2 separate regions of the Rattus norvegicus genome follow, and region 2 is linked to region 1. The links are chromatin contacts, called in public Hi-C maps. All regions are on one chromosome and are shown on one strand. The core of a region is the stretch at or near the end of the contact, and the rest is flanking DNA. Distances in the headings are between cores, read along the strand shown.

Region 1 (2,892 bases), core at 134-2,633:
CAAAGATGGTCCTATCAGCTATTCCAACTGGGTGTGCCTGACGCCACAGCCCAAGCCTTTTCCTTTTTAAAGTTTCGGGAATGGTCCATTTCACTTTTACTCGGGCTCTTTCCAGTGTGAGTGTATAGATGTTAACCATTAGGAAGGAGAAAGCCAGAGCTATAACAGATCGCCCCAGGAATTCTGGATCCCCCAGCTTGCTTGTCAGGTAAAAGCACAGATTCAGAGTTGGACTGCCTGGGATTGAATCCTGGGTCACCCACCATAGACACTCTTCACTCCCCCCTCTCATCTCTCTCTCTCTCTCTCTCTCTCTCTCTCTCTCTCTCTCTCTCTCTCTGTGTGTGTGTGTGTGTGTGTGTGTGTGTGTGTATGTGTGTGTGTCTGTATAAAGAGGTTTAACAGAGAAGGGAAGACTCCCCTGTTAAAGAAGGGGCCAGGACCCCAAATCCTTTTTGAGGTCATACCACCAACAAGATAAGGTTCTTTTATAAGACTCAGACTGATCTTTTCTTTCCTTTTCCTTCCTTCCTTCCTTCCTTCCTTCCTTCCTTCCTTCCTTCCTTCCTTCCTTGTAAATGAGTACACTGTAGCTGTCTTCAGACACACCAGAAGAGGGCATCATGTGGTTGCTGGGGATTGAACTCAGGACCTGTGGAAGAGCAGTCAGTGCTCCTAACTAGAAAGACAACTAGAATGACCTTCATAGTCTTTGGGGCTGTACCTCACGCCAAGCCCTTTGCATTGATTTATCCCATAAGCATCCATAAGAACTAGACTGGGGGGATAGCTCAGTGGATAAAGTGCTTTTTTTTTTTTTTTTTGCCATGCAAACACAGACTCCAGTTTGATCTCCAGAACACGTGTAAAGAAGCCCAGTGTGATTGTCGTTTAGTGCCCTGGAGGCAGAGACAGGGAGCCCTCTCTCCAGCCTGGGAAGAACCACTTTTAATGCAGGCAGCACAATACAGTGGGTTGAGGTCCCACACTGACTTCATGGGTGGAAGAGAAAGCCCTCGAGGGCCAGCACTCATACCCTCTGCTCTTGTCTGTGATCAACTGTGACCAGTTACCTCATGCTCCGGCCATGGTGCCCGCACAGCCATCTCTGTGAGGACATGGCAGACATTTTGATTCGAGCCTTAGCTCCTGCTGGAGGGTGCTTGACACATGGATGACCTTCCACGACCTTCCTTCAGTCCCTGTCCTCGGGACTAAACAGTGGTCAATTTTCACATCTGGGTCAAATATGAGAACCAGTTTCAAGGAGGGAAGATTACTTTGGCCGGTGGCTTCTGTGGTTTCTGTCCACAGTCATGGTGATTCCATTTCTGGGCCTGAGGTGAGACAGATCACCACAGCAGAAGGGAACAGGCTGAGTCATTCACCTCCAGGTGACCTGGAATGGTCCCGTGACCTGGTATAGCTTCCAAAAGCATGCCCAGTGATCTCCTTCTGGTTGCCTCTGCCTTTTAAGATTTCCACCAACTCCCTCCCACAATGGCAAGCGCTCGGGGTCCTATGGGTACATTGTCTACAAGCATAACAGGCAAGGCCAAACATGGGTACTGACCCGTTTTCATGTAAGTCCCATGTGCTACGCTGGTTAGTTTTTCTCAACTTGACATAAACCAAACATTATCTGAGAAGAGGGAATCTCAGCTGAGGAAAAGCCTTCTCCATCGGGTTGGCCTATAGGCAAGTCTGTGCGGCATCTTCTTGACCAATGGCATTTTGGTTGGGTCCAGTCTACAGTGATCAGTGGCTATTCCTGGGCAGAGGGTTCTGAGTTGTATAAGAAAGCAGGTTGAGGGAGCCACAGGGAGCAAGCCAGTAAGCAGCACCCCTCCATGGCATCTGCTTCAGTTCATTTTTTTCAGGCTCCTATTGGAGCTTCTGTTCTGACCTCCCTTCATGATAGACTATAAGCCGTGTGTGCTGAAATCAACTCTTTCCTCTCCAAGTTGCTTTTGGTCATGGTGTTCTATCACCACAATGGAAAGTTAACAAAGACATGTGGTTAAGACTAGGGTGAGAGCTCTGGGTGGTTTCAGGCCCTGGCGGAATTTGGATAAATGGAGAAGAAGAAGGAGGAAGTGAAGGACGGCCAAGCTGGAATTAAGTCTTCCCTTGAACCTAATGTACCTCCAACTTCATTGTTGAAACAAGTTGGGTCTTTATCCACGAAGCTGGTCACTGAGACATAAAGGTGGGTTTTGACTTAGTCCTTGCCCTCAAGTGCCCTGGGTTTCATGGCACAGCACCCAGGGAAACAAGTGACAATAACCTGTGATTTGAAGGAATCAAGTCAGACTTGAGTAGAAAAGAAAGTCACTGGCTCACGTATGTCGGACAACCTGAACTGAGGCTGGACCCAGGGTCTCAGCATGCATCCTCAAGAGAGTCATGCTCTTTGTCTCTGATTTTCTGATTTTCTTTCTGTTGGTTTTACTCTTTGTCAAGCCACCCCTCGGTGGAGGCACAGGTAGCAGGCAGCTCCTGGATTCCATAGTAACATTTCAGTCATCCCAACAGGAAAGTTGTAATCCTCCACTGCTGTCATGACATCGAGACTCATCGGATGTTGTGCTGTCTTGTGTCAACCTGACTAGCACATAAACTAGACTTATCTGAAAGGAGGGAACCTCACTTGAGGAAATGCCTCTGTAAGATCTGGCTGTGGGCATTTTCTTCATCAGTGATTGATGGTGGGCGAGCCCATTGTGGCTGGTCCCATCGCTGAGCTGATGTTCCTGGGTTCTGTTAGAAAGCAAGCTGAGCAAGCCATGGGGAGCAAGTCAGTAAGCAGCACCCCCCGCCATGGCCTCTGTATCAGCTCCTGCCTCCAGGTTCCTGCCTTGTTTGAGTCCCTGTTCTGACCTCCTTTGATGA
Region 2 (2,892 bases), core at 118-2,617, 41 kb after region 1:
AGTGGCTACACGAGAGGCTTTTACACAGACAGGAAGTAGCATGGTGGTGGCCAGGGCCTGGGGAAGACAACGGCGATGGCTGGTTGGCACCGTAAGGGTGTGACTGCTGGAAAACCGCACACCTAGGATGAGGGGTGGCATTACGCCCTGTGTATCACAGGGCATGTGACAAGTTCAGCTATTTCACATTAAATGTGGCTCCATATCTTTGTGGGACCCCAGTAGGAGAGCAGTGGGGCTCTCTCCCTTCAGCTATTTAAACATTTGATTCCTTTGTTGTAAGCAAATAGTGACACTTTTAGGGTTCAACCATCAAAACAATACAAAATAATATAGAATAAGAATCTGACCCCTGCATCTGCCGCCCGTCTGCTGTTCTCACCCCACCCCCACAGACAAATCCTTCTGTCAGCTTCCTGTGAGTCTTCCCAGCCATGTTTATGCAGATGCAAACAGATAGGACTGGCTTCCCTTTCATCTCTCTTTCATTTGTAGTAGGTTTTGTCTCTGCTTTGATCACTTAATGATGTGTCTGTCAGCTACTTCCAAAGCTGCAGACAGAAGCTGGCTCCTCACCCGGATACCCCTCTCCCCCAAGCCCTTATGCCTCAGTACCTCCTCTTTTTACTGTCGGACTCTGGGGAGATTAGAATTCAGCCCACCATGCTCTGCCAGGATCCACAGGCACAGAGGAGCTGCTGATAAAGGGGTGGGACCAACAAAAGGATGTGTTTTGGGGCTTGTCTTGGGTTCAGAATGTACGTGGGCACTTCAGAGTGTTTTAAAGATGGTGAACTGAGTGGAGAATCAGGATGGCAAGATGAACAAGATCCAGAGACTCGGGGATCTTTTTAAAAGATTTGTTTTCATTTATGTATATGTGTGGGTATGGATGTGTTCAAAGGGGGTTACCACACAGGTCAGTAGAGGGTGTTGGATCCACTGGAGCTGGAGTGACAGGTGGCTTGTGAGCCGCCCAACAGAGATGCTGGGAGCTGAACTTGGGTCTTCTATACAAGCATCAAGTGCTGTTAACTGCTGAGCCATTTCTCTAGCCTTGAGTTCACAGCCTTGTTGGGGTAAAATGGGTAATCTTGACTGTCAGGAACTAGAGGCTTGTCTTTGGATGTGTTTGAGGGATTTTCCAGAGAGGTTTGAATGAGGAAGGAAACTCACCCTGAATCTGAGTGGCACCATCCCAAGGGTTGGGACATGACAGTGACTTAAAGGAGAATGGGGGAGGGCACTGGGGAGAGGGCTCAGCCATTAAGGGCACAGGCTGCTCTTTCAGAGGACCTTGGTTCAATTTCCAGCATCCACATGGCAGCTCACAACTGTTGGTAACTTCAGTTCCAGAGGGATCTAAAGCCTTCTTCTAGCCTCTGTGGTCACCAGGCCCACACGCGCGCGGTACACAGACACATAGATACAAAACAGACAACTTTTTGAAAGGGAGAAATCCAGTACGGTACCAGGTCTCATCTCTTGCTGCTTCCTGGCAGCGAACGCAGTGTGTCTGGCTGCCTCGTATTTTGTTTGTCACTTGACCCCCCCACCACCATCATGGACCACAGCCTCAAACTGTCAGCCCGAATGACCCCTACCTTCTGTCAGTTGCTTTACGTCAGATACTTGGTCACAGCGTCAAAGAGGAAAATGAAGCATGGTGAACAGTTGTAAGGGTGGAGAGTGACGCTGGGTAGGCTCATCACATAGTTAAGCTGCTTATGCTTGCCCTCAGGCGAGCAATAATCCGGCCTCTCCCTTTCAGAGTTACTGTGCAGATTAAATACCACCCCACAAAAGCCTGGCACAGAGTAAGCGCTCAAGCCTGTAGAACATTTAGCTTTTTAAACTTTATGGTCGTATGGAGGCATCACCTCCTGAGAGGCACCGCACTCAGAGCGATCTTTCCAGGTTGATGCTGTGCGTTACGGAGCTCCCTTGTGAGGCTGGGCAGCGCAGTGAGCTACAGGTCCAGCCAGTTTCTGGATGGTCATGGTGAAGGCTTGCTCTCCGCAGCTGAAACGATGCTGACTTTGGATACCAGGTAGGTTAAGTGCATTAATACATTTTTAAAAATTTTTTTTATTGATTCTTTTACTTTGCATTTTCACCTACAGAGAGCTCGTCAATACACTCTTGGTCTTTGCTAAGAATTCATTTGCTTGTTTAGTGTGTGTGGAAGTCAGAGGACAACCTGTGAGAGTCTGGATCAAATCCAGGCCATCAGGTTTGGTGGCAAGCACCTTTACTTGCTGAACCATATTGCTGGCCCCCCAAACCTTAGATATTTTCAATATATGATGTTATTATTTTTTTTTTAGGAAGAACTCCATTGTAAGTGGAGAAGGATTTATGTTATCACTTTGGGGGCAAGGACACAGGGAAGATTGCAGGGAGGGAGAACCAAAGTTGGGTTTTTTAAGATTGCAGGGAGGGAGAACCAAAGTTGGGTTTTTTAAGCTTACAGGATGGAGAAGAGGGAATAGCACAGCCCAACAAGGAAGGTCCAGGGTCTCCTCTCTTGCCTGGATGGGACTTGCCCAAAGCTAAACATGCTGGAGTGCAGCTATGCTCCCTGCTCCACTCGGCCAGACTCTGAGTCCAGTGCTCCAAATGAGTGCCATCTCTCTCAGGACGCGCTCCTACGGTGGGCCTGGTGTGCAATGTCCTCTGAATGAAGGCAATGAAGGCAGATTTTATGATGCCCAAGGCTCAGAGGAGCAACACGCTCTGCTCTCTGTTTGTGAGCTTCCTTCCACAAAGGTTCTCACAAGACCACCAACATCTCCAGACAGGCATTTGACTGTCACAGCTATCAGAAAGAGAGAGCTTCTTCTTTGCTGGGGACCGAACCCAGGGCCTTGTGCTTGCTAGGCAAGAGCTCTA

Evidence for each region. Hi-C and Micro-C count contacts between places; a contact is called where the count stands out from the background.
Region 2: a contact with region 1 is called in a Hi-C map of liver, with 3 times the contacts expected there. The contact joins the promoter of Lnc012 here to the enhancer-like site in region 1. A contact is called at or near these places in 3 of 12 Hi-C or Micro-C datasets (frontal cortex, kidney and liver).

Annotation. Positions count from the first base shown.
Region 1 is chr17:10,167,883-10,170,774 of GRCr8, forward strand. No RefSeq gene overlaps it. Among named protein-coding and RNA genes, the nearest start is that of Thoc3, 21 kb to the left of the region's middle. Within about 2 kb of position 1,384, at least 1 of the 93 cell types and tissues checked has an H3K27ac peak or open chromatin away from gene starts, as enhancers often do. A contact at or near this core is called in liver, where this site is marked.
Region 2 is chr17:10,208,523-10,211,414 of GRCr8, forward strand. Lnc012 (long non-coding RNA 012) reads left to right here and starts at 1,368. Exons shown (of 2, transcript NR_126570.2): 1 at 1,368-2,050. The region is part of intron 1 of LOC120097924 (a long non-coding RNA gene); the gene reads right to left.